Regions from separate parts of the Mus musculus genome. Here regions 2, 3 and 4 are each linked to region 1. Evidence: chromatin contacts called from public promoter capture Hi-C data. All regions are on one chromosome and are shown on one strand. Each heading gives the region's core, a stretch centred on a gene start, on an enhancer-like site or on the middle of the called end of the contact. The rest is flanking DNA. Distances are from core to core; before and after follow the strand shown. Region 1 holds the start of Pdap1 (PDGFA associated protein 1). Region 2 holds the start of Golga3 (golgi autoantigen, golgin subfamily a, 3). Region 3 holds the start of Chfr (checkpoint with forkhead and ring finger domains). Region 4 holds the start of Pole (polymerase (DNA directed), epsilon).

Region 1 (2,700 bases), core at 14-2,513:
TTCATATTCAAGACTGCCGAACTGTAATTCTCAACCTTGGAGTCAGGAGCTGAAAAAAGTTCCTTTGCCTTTTAAAGATGAGACTGTGAAACAAAGACAGTGCTCCTCTAGACGCAGGATAAATCAGCAGAGAACTAGATTTAGACACACTTGGCCCTGTAGAGCCTAATATCTGAATATTGACAGGAAGCAATTTAAGCTTGAAAATCTCCAGGCAGATGTTCCTGTGGGCTCACTGCATTAACTGGCTTAACACGTGAGCTGCCAACATTTACTGAACATCTGTTCTGTGCTGGGAGCTAGCCAGGCCCTTAGAGCGATTTATTCTGCCACCGTAACTCCTGTCCGCCTGTCTCCTACTCATCCAACTAAGCCTTATTAATACCCCTGTAGTTCAGATGAAGAAAACGAACTGGAAAAGTTTTGTTTGAGGCCACAGACTTAAGATGTGATATATCTGGTATTCAAACCCCTGATTCTAAGGGGTGAAACCAATGTACGATGGGAAACACTTGTTTTCTTGGTCTCTACACACAGTAATAGCTGAACATTTAGGGGCTGCGGGGCACTGGGCTGAGTACGTGGGCTACCTAGTTTATGCCTCTCTCATAACAGGAGGAAAATATAATCAATGTCCCCCACCCCAACCCCCTTTTTGGAAACGACAAAACCGGGACACAAAGAAGTTAGGCGACTGGCTCAGAAGCACATCCTTAGTGGCTACGGTGCAAGGAGAGAATCAGAGCCAGGTCCCACATCATCAAGTCAAGGTCTTATTATGAGGCAGGCGTGGCTCCTCAAAAGCTCCACAAAAGCCACATTTTATGCTCGAGGCAGCCAGGCACCGCACCAGCGCGGGACGCGGTGACTCAGTCTCCGGCCAGCCAAATGGGAGGACAAACTTCAGATGCTCCGGAGGCTTGGCCGAGACTCCTGGGTCCTGCTCTCCTCAAGGACAAGGACCCAGCACCCGTGAGTCTCCTCAAAAATCCCCGACGGAGAGGCCCTCAACCACTGTGGTCCTCGGCTTCCCAGGCAGGACAATTGAGCGTCGAGGCCCACGCATGGCTGGGAGGCGACGGGGATGGCCTCCTTCAGCGCGGATCTCTTAGAGGCCCCAGACCCGCGGGCTGAGGGGTCCGCGGCAGCCCGCCTACGGCCGCCACTAGAGAAGCCACGCGAACCACGCGCGCCCACCCCCTCACCTCCTTTAGGCATCTCGGCTCCGGCGGCTGCAGCGGCGGCGGCGGCGCCTCGAACTGACACCGGAACCGGAAACTCCTTGGAATCGACTTCTTCCGCCCGGCTTGGTTCCCTCTCCGCGCGCCACTGACGCCGCCACCGCCGCCACGGCTGCGAGGATCTGGGACCTCACACCGAGGCCGGGCTGTCTTGGGAGGTGCCTGAATTCCTGACCAGAATATGTACTGCCAGGAATCCGCGTTCCCCGGTGTCCCTGTCCGAGGAGACACGTAGCCGTGTGGGCCACCCCTACAGGAAGTGAGAGGAAAAGGGCCGTACGGTTTACGGAATTCTACAAAGGCAGCGCCAGGGACACCTAAGATGACGCAATCTCCGCGCGAGGTGGGCGGGGCCCCGCGAGGGCCTTATTCTGAAGAGTTTGTCGCCGGAGCGGAAGCCGTCAATAAAGAAGCAGCGGCCTTAGGTGCTTGAGTTTCCGGTGAGTGTTTCTCTGCTCGGTTCTCGAGTACCGTATCTTTGGCAATGGTTACGGGCAGGAGAGCTGTGTGAGCTGCTTATGCGGCAGAGGCTGGAGTCTCCGATGACTTGCACAGGGGATGGTAAACTTGGGGCTCGCTCTTTCTCTCTCTGCGTGTGTGTTTTTTTCCCACGTCGTTTTCTCTTCCGGGACCGTTTTCTGTCTAAACACCGCTTTTTTTCTCAGATGCTGCTCTTGAGTTTTCTGCCACTGTCCCTTCCGTAACTTCGCTCTTGTTCACCCCTTTTCCCGCTCTTCTACGTCTGTAAACAGCCCAACACAACACCTCTTTCCTCCTGATCCGATCGCCTCTTCGTTTTACCTCTCCCCGGCCCCGAGAGCCTCTCGGGTTGAGTCCTCCTAGGTCAGGAGAAAGTGATTCTCTAATCAGGCTGTGCGCCCTGGGAAGGGCTCAGAGTCAATCTATCTTTTAACGTAAGCGCTGGAAAAACCAGAGCAAAGACCACTGATGGGGAAGTCAGGAGCCTCTAATCTGTTAGACTCACTGGTTGTCAGCAATGTGACCCTGAGTCCACGTCTTAAGAGTTTTATTCTTAATTTATTAAATTGTTAAGAAGGGGTGTGGGAATAGGGGATTGTAAAGTGTCAGTCACCATACAGTGGATGGGACTAAAGACAGTTTTGAGCAGATGAGTCTGTTATGCTGATAGGTTACTCTTTGCCAGCTAGAAAGCTTTATGCAATCGGAAGAAGAAGAAAACAGCGTTTCTATTTAGATTTTGACTGGCCTGCTTTGTTGTTCTAAAAAGAGAGATTTTTGGCGGCTATTTAACGTGTGTAATCTACTGCTTTTATTCTACAGATGAGACAGAAGACTGCAGAAGAAAAGTGATCTCCCCCAGAGTCACAGAATAGTTGGTAAATCTGGACAAGAACACAGCTTTGTAACTGTGAAGACCAAGAATTTTTTTTATATTACTCTCAATACCCAAAGGTATTGTGCATTCCTTCTTTCCTTC
Region 2 (2,700 bases), core at 122-2,621, about 35 Mb before region 1:
TTCACTTCTTCCACCACTATATAAGCTTCAAATTGCCAGTCTTATGCTGCAAGTGACCTTGCTTGCTGAGCCACTCACCAGGTTCAGAGAGGTCCTTTCTCAATAATCCATAAGATTGCAGAATGTCTACCCACCTGTCTCTTTATTCAGCTCTGACATCATCTACTCTCTTGTATGTCTGTTTTTTACTATTTCCCTCCAAGAAGTAAGTTTCCTGAAAGCAGACAGCATCTGGCAAAGTCCTTGGCACACAACAGTCCTCAGTAGATACAGCAGGTTCCCCCATCAACCCCTGGACATATAAAGCTGGGACCCTGTCAGTCCTTTTGTCTACCTCAAGACCCTTCAAATTTGTTCATTGACTGATGAGCAGAAACAAAAGGGAAATATCCAAACAATAGGATATTAGCAATAAGAACGAAGCACTAAAAGATGTACAACATGGATACAATTTGAAAAAGAACTCAAAGCTATACAGTATATGAACCCTATTGGTATGAAATGTACAGGCAAGGACACTCAGAAACAGAAATAATGATAAAATCGTAAACAGGAGCAAACTTTACAGCATGTAAATTATATCTTTGTAAAGCTTTGGTCATTTTTATTTGGGGTTGGAAATGTAGCTTGGAGGTGGGGAGGTTACTAGACATGTTCAAGGCCCAGGATACAATCTCGAGCACTGAAAACAAAATGTATACTTAGCATTTTCCCCATGTAGCAGTGGCAATAGTTTAATATTGTGTTGTGAGAACTTCCTCTCCTTTCCTATCTTCACATACTAGAGACTGAACCCAAGAGTTCTGAACTACACCGCAGACGTCTTTTTACCTTTTAAGACAAGTCCCACTTTATAGTCCAGTCAGTCCTCGAGCTTGTGATACTTGTCAGACTTCCTCGTGGCTGGCAATGCAGTCGCGTGGCGCAGTGTCCGGCCATGTATAACACTGGCAATAATACAAACAAGACTGACAAACACTTAGGAACAAGTTGTCAGAACTGTGGTGGAGGCGGTGTCTGGCGGGGAAGCCACGCCCCGGGGGCGTGGCCACGTGGATCGTCATACCCACCAGTCAGAAGGCCGCGAGGGGCGGGAGCGTGGCGAGTCCAACGTCACTACCACCGGAAGCGTTTTTCTTTTTTTGGGGGGGGGGGGAGGGTTGTCCTGATTTCGTCTCTTAGGCTGGAAGTTGTTCCTCTGAAGGGAAGGCACACAAAATTTTAAGTCCACTTTCTGAAGGATATCTCAATCTGTCCGGAGATCCATACCAACCCCAATTTGAAAGTGGCTACTGGCCGCTGAGGGCAGCCTCTCTTCCGGAACGAAGACCTCGCGGACCGTTTGTTTCCGGGGGGTTGCCCGAGACTGGTACCCTGTTGCGCCCCGCCCCTTGCACAGCCACGTCCTACCGGAGCCGCAGGGTTGGGCCGGAACCGGTGAGGGTTTTGGGGGCTATTACTGAGGAGGGTCGGGACCTTGTGGCAGAGGACCGTGGAGGAACTGTTGGGGCAACCCTGGCCGCGCCCAGAGAGGCGTACAGGGGCAAGGCGGATGCAGAGTCCGGTGAGGGTCGCGCAGACTTTGGGTCAGCCGCGGTCAGCTCAAGTCAGTTTTTGCTTTTACTCCGTGGGGTTGGAAACCTGCCTCGCAGCTGGGTTGTCAGTAAATGCAGAGACTGCTTCTGCACCCACGGAATGCGGTCTGCCCTGAGAGCGTTGCTACTGCTGCTTGGTTGGGTCAGCGTGTTTGAAGTCTGCTCCTTTTGCAGTTGATGACGAACGTGACATGGTGGCAAGTCGTACAGTGCGTGGGGGACTTAGGTTGTTTTGATTCTGGTGCTCAGAGGTGTTTGCTGAACATGGTCAGTGGAGTCAGTGACCAGAGAGAGCTAGGCGAACAGCTTACCACCTTCCCACGGGCGCTTACTGAATGTTTATAGAAAAAGAGGCCCTGTTTGTAAAAGGTCCCAGGATACAGTAGTGTTTTGGTCTCTGTTTTCATCACTTTCTGGTGGAGGTATACTGACAACTCAAAACAGTTGAGAGGATTAGGTTTGTGCAACCTTCGGAAGAGTTTACCTTTGAGTCAAGACAGGCCTCCATGACAAGAATCGTTTGTGCAAAATTATTGAGAGGAATGTCTCAAGAAAAGTGAACAAGAAGTGTAGAGACCCTATGGAGAGTCAGTTGTACTTCTGGATGCATGATATAGCCAGATAATGAAAAAAGACACAGCATGTGAGGGGTACAGACATAAGTAGGAACCCAATTAAAGTGGTCTCCGGTCGAGGCTAAGAAGTTTGTATTTTATTGTCAGTAGGACACTGTAAACCATTTACAAATGCCGCCTGACTTTTATAGTCCGTTAATGACTCAGATACAGTGTACCTTGAATGGAAAGAAAAGGAAAAGCCTGGATAGGGTGGCACATGTCTGTTATACCAGCTCTTGGGAAGTCAAGACAGGAAGACCTCAGCCAGCTTGAGGCCCATGCTACATAGCAATATTCTGTCTAAAAAATCCAAAAGCAGATCGGAAAGACTTCTGAGTGGTTGAATGTTATAGAGTCTGATGACCTGAGTTCCCTGGGAGCCCTGTGGTGGAAGGAAAGCATCCACTCTTCAGTTGTCCTCTGCCCTCCACACAACTGTGCGTATGAACACAGACACAAATCTGGAAAATCTTGTTTCTTCCCTATTT
Region 3 (2,927 bases), core at 412-2,911, about 35 Mb before region 1:
TGGCCTCGAACTCAGAAATCCTCCTGCCTCTGCCTCCCAAGTGCTGGGATTAAAGGCATGCACCTGTTTTTGCTGTTAATAGGAAACTTTCTAATGCCAAGTTGATTACATAGTCTGTTATGTTCTATACCCTTGGAAACCAATTGTGTTAGATATCAGTAGAACTGTGTCATTTGCAATAAGCTTGGACCTGAACCAACCACTCAATAGCTCTTCCTGCACCTGTGTATAAACTTTCATGGTATAAGCTGTCCCTAGGATGAACCCCAACATAAGAGAGACACCTGCACCAATATAAGAAATTATTTGGAATAAGACTTTCATTTTGACTAGTGGCCGAGTAAAGTTTAAGTTCCTAAGGCCTATTGGGAATTGACATCCTACTTGGCAGAAAGAAATATGTACATGGGTACTGTGACAAGTTAGGACATGAATGTTAGGTAAGTCAAGTCCCTGCAAGTTGAGTACCCAGATCAATGGGAGCAGGGTACATATACAACAAAGACAAGTTCCTAAGTAAACCCTCTATCCCTAAATCCTGATTGGTGGAATAATTTAGCACAGATGTTTGTGGATTTTAGGCTTAAAAACTCTATATAATCTTAACTGGGGGGTGGGGGTGAGGGTCACAGTTCAGTTCCCAAATGTGAACAGTGGCCCAGCCAATCACATTAGAGATTACCTAATATCCACCCCCCAATAAGAAGGCCCACACACCCTTGACTGCGGACACCATTTCAAAAAATGTGACCCACATACTGCTTGTTTCTTCAGAATAAACGCTCTTTGTCTTTGCATATTATCTATGTCTGGGGTCTTCTTCGGCGATTTTCAGACCGGTACAAATCCATGTTCCCGGAGGCAGCCACTGCTACTTTTATATCCTTTCAAAAGTATTTGAGTAAATCTTTGTAGACATAGGCAAAGACGCATTTCCACATATATTTACAAATGTGTCTGTGTATGTGTTTTCTTTTTACAAAACAAACAAACAAACAAACAAACAAACAAACAGATGTTTAATACTTTTTTGAAGCTGTTCACCAGCAAAGACATTACTCCGAGCTGCTCAAGAACCACTGTGTGTGGACTTTGCTTCTCTGTCTTCAGTGACTTTCTTCCAGGGCATTGTTTTTGCCAGTGTTTCTCTCTCACCGGGGGGTCACCAACATGCTTGTAGCATACAACTCGGGAATGACACAAGATCCTAAGAAACAGGATTTAAAGATACCGCAAATCAGCCCTCAGAGACGAGTTACCTGTTTCTATTCTAATTGACATCTTAAATTATGCTCCTTGCGAAGGGCTGGCCCACTGTACCAAGCTTTCACATTTTGTAATCTGACGTGTGAAAATAGCACCTTATCTCGGAATTACAAGTGAGGTTTTAAGGACCTTCCGATCTATAAGTTACTCGGTCTTTTTTTTTTTTTGGCCCGAATCTAACATGGTGCCCTCCACAGCTACTTCCGTGCTTTTGCAGGAAGGTAAGTGCGCCTGCCTGCCAGCATCAAAGATGGCAACAAGGTGCACATTCTCTCATCTGCGCAGGCTCCGATCGCTCCGCCCCGCCCCCTCCGGATAGCCTTTTCTGGCACCGCTCTAGCCGTCGCTCTCGGTGGGCACGGCCGCCAGCCAATCACAGGGCGTACCGCTCTGCTCCCCTCCCCCTCGCCTCCCGTGGATCAGCTGGGGTACCCGAGATGTCTGTTGACAGCGGTGGCGGCGACTGTAAGGCCGGTTCCGGGATCCGCGCAGGGCGTGGGGTAAGCTGGCCGGCGGGTGGGGTCCTGGCTGGGGAGGCAGGCGGCGGCCAGGCTATAGCAGCGGTGCTGAGCGTTTTTTAAGTAGTCCCTGAGCCGGCGTTTCTGGGTCTCTGTAGATGTGAGTCCTATGGAGCTACACGGGGAAGAGCAGCCGCCGCCGCCGCAGGAACCCTGGGGGAGGCTTCTTCGTCTAGGCGCAGAGGAGGACGAACCCCAGATCCTTCTTTGGAAACGCGAGTGGACCATCGGAAGGAGGAGAGGTGCGGTGGCCAGAGTGGAGTGAGGACGAGGATAAAGGCTAAAGGGGTAGACAGGGATGAAGCATAGGGACCTAAAGTGGGTACCCAACTGAGAGGAGACCGAGGGCCTAGAACAGGATCGAAGACCTAGTCAGAGTGGGTTTAGATGGGGAAACCGACAGGGGGTTTGAAGTGGGAAAAGTACCCGGCTGGCGATACAGAAGCTACTGGAATTCGGGGGGTGTGTGTGTGTGCACTGTTTTTCAACCCCCCCCCCCCCCCATAAAATGGGCTTATTTATTTGTGCAGTTGCTCTTCTGGATGCTTGATGATGGATATCAGTCAGTTCTCAGTACAACTTTGTGAAATAGATCTGTAAATATATCCTTCGAAATACGATCTTGTCCTCATTACTGTACACTTCTCTTTCTCAATGAAATGCAATTAGAAATTATTAACAAAAGGAAAACTGAAAAAAGGTATGTAGAAATTTGACACCACTGTTAAAAGGTTGACGGGTGAAAAAAAATAAACCACAGGGACTTTAGAAAAAATGTTTTGTGACAAATGAGAACAAAGAATATGCTGGAAGACTAGGACACTGTTAAACCAGTGCTCTGAGGGCAACTTATAATGGCAGGGTTTCTATTTGAAAAGATCTCAAAGTCCCAGGAAATAGAATAATTTATTTAATGAACTTAGGAAACTGAGAATTTGAACAAAGTTATACACAGATCCCAACATCGATTGCTTTGGGTCAAGGACATACATTTCTTTTTTTCGTTTGTTTTTGTTTTTGTTTTTTTTGGGGGGGCGGTTATGAGGCAGGGTTTCTATGTATAGCCTTGGCTGTCCTGGAACTCACTCTGTAGACCAGGCTGGCCTCAAGCTCAGAAATCCACCTGCCTGTGCCTCCCGAGTG
Region 4 (2,857 bases), core at 258-2,757, about 35 Mb before region 1:
TATCAAGTTGACAACTAGCTTTAACCACCACAGCTGTCTTCTAAAAAGCTATAAATCCAAAACTTTTAGTATGGATCATAAGGACCCTCTTGACTTGACCCCTGGTTACCTCTTCCTATCTACTCTCCCTGGTCATTTTCTCCACCAGAGTCCTTCTCTTCACCCCTCCGACATTCTCTGAATTCTTCCCCCAGAACTTTTACACTTACTGTGCCCTGTAAACAACCGCTTCTCTTCTCTGTGCTTCTGACCAACGTCAACAACCCAGGAGAAATTTCCCTAACTGCTCTAAGTTATACATTTATCTGCCTTTTGCGGGGGTGGGGTGGGGTGGGGTGGGAAGATGGACTCGTTCTTCTTAGCTCCGAGAGAAGTCTATGCGCCTGTTCTGATCACAGCTATGTGCCCGCGCACAGGAAGCACTCTGCACACACTTATGGAAAAGCTAAGTTAATACAGAACCTACAAAATGCACTAATGGAAATGAACAGAAACAGGGATATCTCGTTAGGAAACCGAACGATGTAATTCAAAGGGCAGAGTTCACCAGCGACCGTGCCTGGGTTGCTCAGGGTTAGAATGTGTCCCTGACTCGCGGGTCTTCACAACACTCAGACTGCAAAGGCTAACTAATGCTTGGGACCCAACACACAAACAGCACTTACTGGCTAAGCAGAACGGGGTCGCACCTTAAGGAAGAACTCTGCCTTCCTCCACAGCAGTGGTTCTCAACCTTCTTATCGCTGTGACCCTTTAATAATACAGTTAGCTCCTCATGGTGTGGTCACCCCAACCATAAAATTACTTTCACTGCTACTTCTAAACTGTAATGCTGCTACTGTTGTGAATCATAACGTAAATATCTGATATACAGGATATCTGATACGTGACCCCCTGTACAAAGGTCGTTCAACCTTTAAGGGGTTCCCGACGTACAGGCTGAGATCCACTGCTGCTCGGGCAATATCTGAGCTGCTTGGTCTGCAGACGCCCCCTCTCTTAACCTCCCCTGCAGGAGAGTCTCCCCTGTCGGCACCCCTCCTTTTCACCCCACTTCCCAGTAGGCGCCCACCTGCTGACTGCTTTGGTGAGCACCGGGTAGAGCTTTAGGAGCAGCAAGTATTGGGCGAGCGCTCGCTTGGGAAGCGACCCGAGCTCGGATTCCACCCGCAGCCTGGACGCCGCAGGTGCCATCGCGGTCCGGATGTCTAAGTCGCCCCGGGCGCCCACCCAACAGCTAGGCAGTCGGGCACCCGGCCCGGGACACAGGGCACAGGGCGGGGACGGCCTGACATTTTCTGCCCTTCCTCCGCCCTCAGCGAGCCCGGCCGTCCCGCCACGCGCGCGGCCAGCTAGTGCACTCTTTTCCCCCGGTCCCTGCGACCCACCCTCTGCGCTCGCCGGAGGATTGGAGAGCCGAGGGGCGGGGCGGGGCGGGGCGGGGCGATGGGGGCGGGCCCCGGCTAGGTCCATCTGAGGCCGCGCCTTCTCATTGGCCGAAGCCGTAGCCTCGCGAGAGCACGTGGAGAGCGCGCCAAATTCTCCCCGGAGCCTGAGGGAGCTTTGGAGCGTCGCAATGGTCCTGAGGAACAGTGGACGGAGGCACCCCGAGCCGGGCGCGGATGGCGAAGGCAGCCGGTGAGAGCCGGTGTCCTGCTGCCAAGGCGCTGGCGGTAGCCGCGGCCGGAGCAAGCTTGGGCGGGCGCGGTGTCCGGGGGTTCAGGGGTGGGGAAAACAGCGGGCCCGGCGCGCGGCGCGGAGGACAGGGCGGGCTCCCGTCTTCGCCCTGTGTGGTTTCCGTAGTTTTTATTGAGATGCTAAACTCAACTCCGTGGCCCAGGCTGCTTCTCTAGAAATATCTGTGCCTGCCCTGTGACTTGACTAGGGGTGAACATCTATTCTCATCAGACAAGAAGGGAACGGGGAAAGTAAAGGAAGATTCTGTCTAGACCAGCTCGGCGAAGTAAACCAATTTATTAAACCAAAAGCCGAAACCCTTACGCATCACATCAGCAAGAGATTCTAGAGTATGGTGACAAAGGAAACTGATGTGGATATCGTATATAGAGATTGGTGACACTGTGGCAGAATAAGACTCTGTATCAGGGGCTGGTGAGATGGCTCAGTGGGTAAGAGCACCCGAGTGTTCTTCTGAAGGTCCAGAGTTCAAATCCCAGCAACCACATGGTGGCTCACAACCATCCGTAACAAGATCTGACTCCCTCTTCTGGAGTGTCTGAAGACAGCTACAGTGTATTTACATATAATAATAAATAAATCTTAAAAAAAAAAAAAAGACTGTGTATCAGAATGTGAGCACTCATTGAGTGGAAGCCCGGTTAGAGCTGAATAGTGATAGTGTTTTCCTATTATATGTGAAGCTCTGGGTTTGCTGTACAACACCTGCATAGCAGCCAGGGTAATTGACCTGGACCAGTAAGCGGTTCTTCAGTGACAGGTTCCTGAGAGAGTGATGGCCAGGGGGATGAGGAGGAGATGGAGAAGATAAGAGCATTCAGGATCAGGAGGTGTCACACAGAGTGATGGCTCATGCAAGCAAGTTTATTAGGAAGTACAGCATCTTTTTTTTTTTTTGATGTATTTACTTATTTTATGTATGTGAGTACTCTGTAGTTGTCCTGTCTTAAGACACACCAGTCAGATCACATTGTAAATGGTTGTGAACCACCATGTGGTTGCTGGGAATTGAACTCAGGACCTTTGGAAGAGCAGTCAGTGCTCTTAACCACTAAGCCATCTCTCCAGCCCCAAGCCATTTCTTCAAGCCCCCAAGTACAGTGTCTTACATAGAGGTTTTGTACCTCTATGGAAAGGTGGGTGGGACAGTGTCATAGAG

Evidence for each region. Promoter capture Hi-C pulls out the DNA fragments that hold promoters and counts their contacts.
Region 2: a promoter capture Hi-C map of second pharyngeal arch cranial neural crest shows a contact between it and region 1. The contact joins the promoter of Golga3 here to the promoter of Pdap1 in region 1. A contact is called at or near these places in 5 of 39 promoter capture datasets (cranial neural crest, frontonasal cranial neural crest, maxillary cranial neural crest and 2 more).
Region 3: a promoter capture Hi-C map of second pharyngeal arch cranial neural crest shows a contact between it and region 1. The contact joins the promoter of Chfr here to the promoter of Pdap1 in region 1. A contact is called at or near these places in 5 of 39 promoter capture datasets (cranial neural crest, frontonasal cranial neural crest, maxillary cranial neural crest and 2 more) and 1 of 9 other capture datasets (pancreatic islet).
Region 4: a contact with region 1 is called in a promoter capture Hi-C map of pre-B cells. The contact joins the promoter of Pole here to the promoter of Pdap1 in region 1. A contact is called at or near these places in 3 of 39 promoter capture datasets (cranial neural crest, frontonasal cranial neural crest and pre-B cells).

The regions. Positions count from the first base shown.
Region 1 is chr5:145,138,762-145,141,461 of GRCm38.p6, forward strand. It overlaps Pdap1 (PDGFA associated protein 1), which reads right to left and starts at 1,264. Exons shown (of 6, transcript NM_001033313.4): 1 at 1,206-1,264. The coding sequence starts at 1,218. Bud31 (BUD31 homolog) reads left to right here and starts at 1,615. Exons shown (of 6, transcript NM_001310771.1): 1 at 1,615-1,681; 2 at 2,544-2,675.
Region 2 is chr5:110,175,486-110,178,185 of GRCm38.p6, forward strand. Golga3 (golgi autoantigen, golgin subfamily a, 3) reads left to right here and starts at 1,372. Exons shown (of 24, transcript NM_001347389.2): 1 at 1,372-1,437. It overlaps Gm15787 (predicted gene 15787), which reads right to left and starts at 1,019. Exons shown (of 3, transcript NR_040431.1): 1 at 832-1,019.
Region 3 is chr5:110,134,169-110,137,095 of GRCm38.p6, forward strand. It overlaps Chfr (checkpoint with forkhead and ring finger domains), which reads left to right and starts at 1,662. Exons shown (of 18, transcript NM_001289577.1): 1 at 1,662-1,766; 2 at 1,883-2,026. The coding sequence starts at 1,894.
Region 4 is chr5:110,284,812-110,287,668 of GRCm38.p6, forward strand. It overlaps Pole (polymerase (DNA directed), epsilon), which reads left to right and starts at 1,508. Exons shown (of 49, transcript NM_011132.2): 1 at 1,508-1,638. The coding sequence starts at 1,577. It overlaps Pxmp2 (peroxisomal membrane protein 2), which reads right to left and starts at 1,357. Exons shown (of 5, transcript NM_008993.2): 1 at 1,073-1,357. The coding sequence starts at 1,194.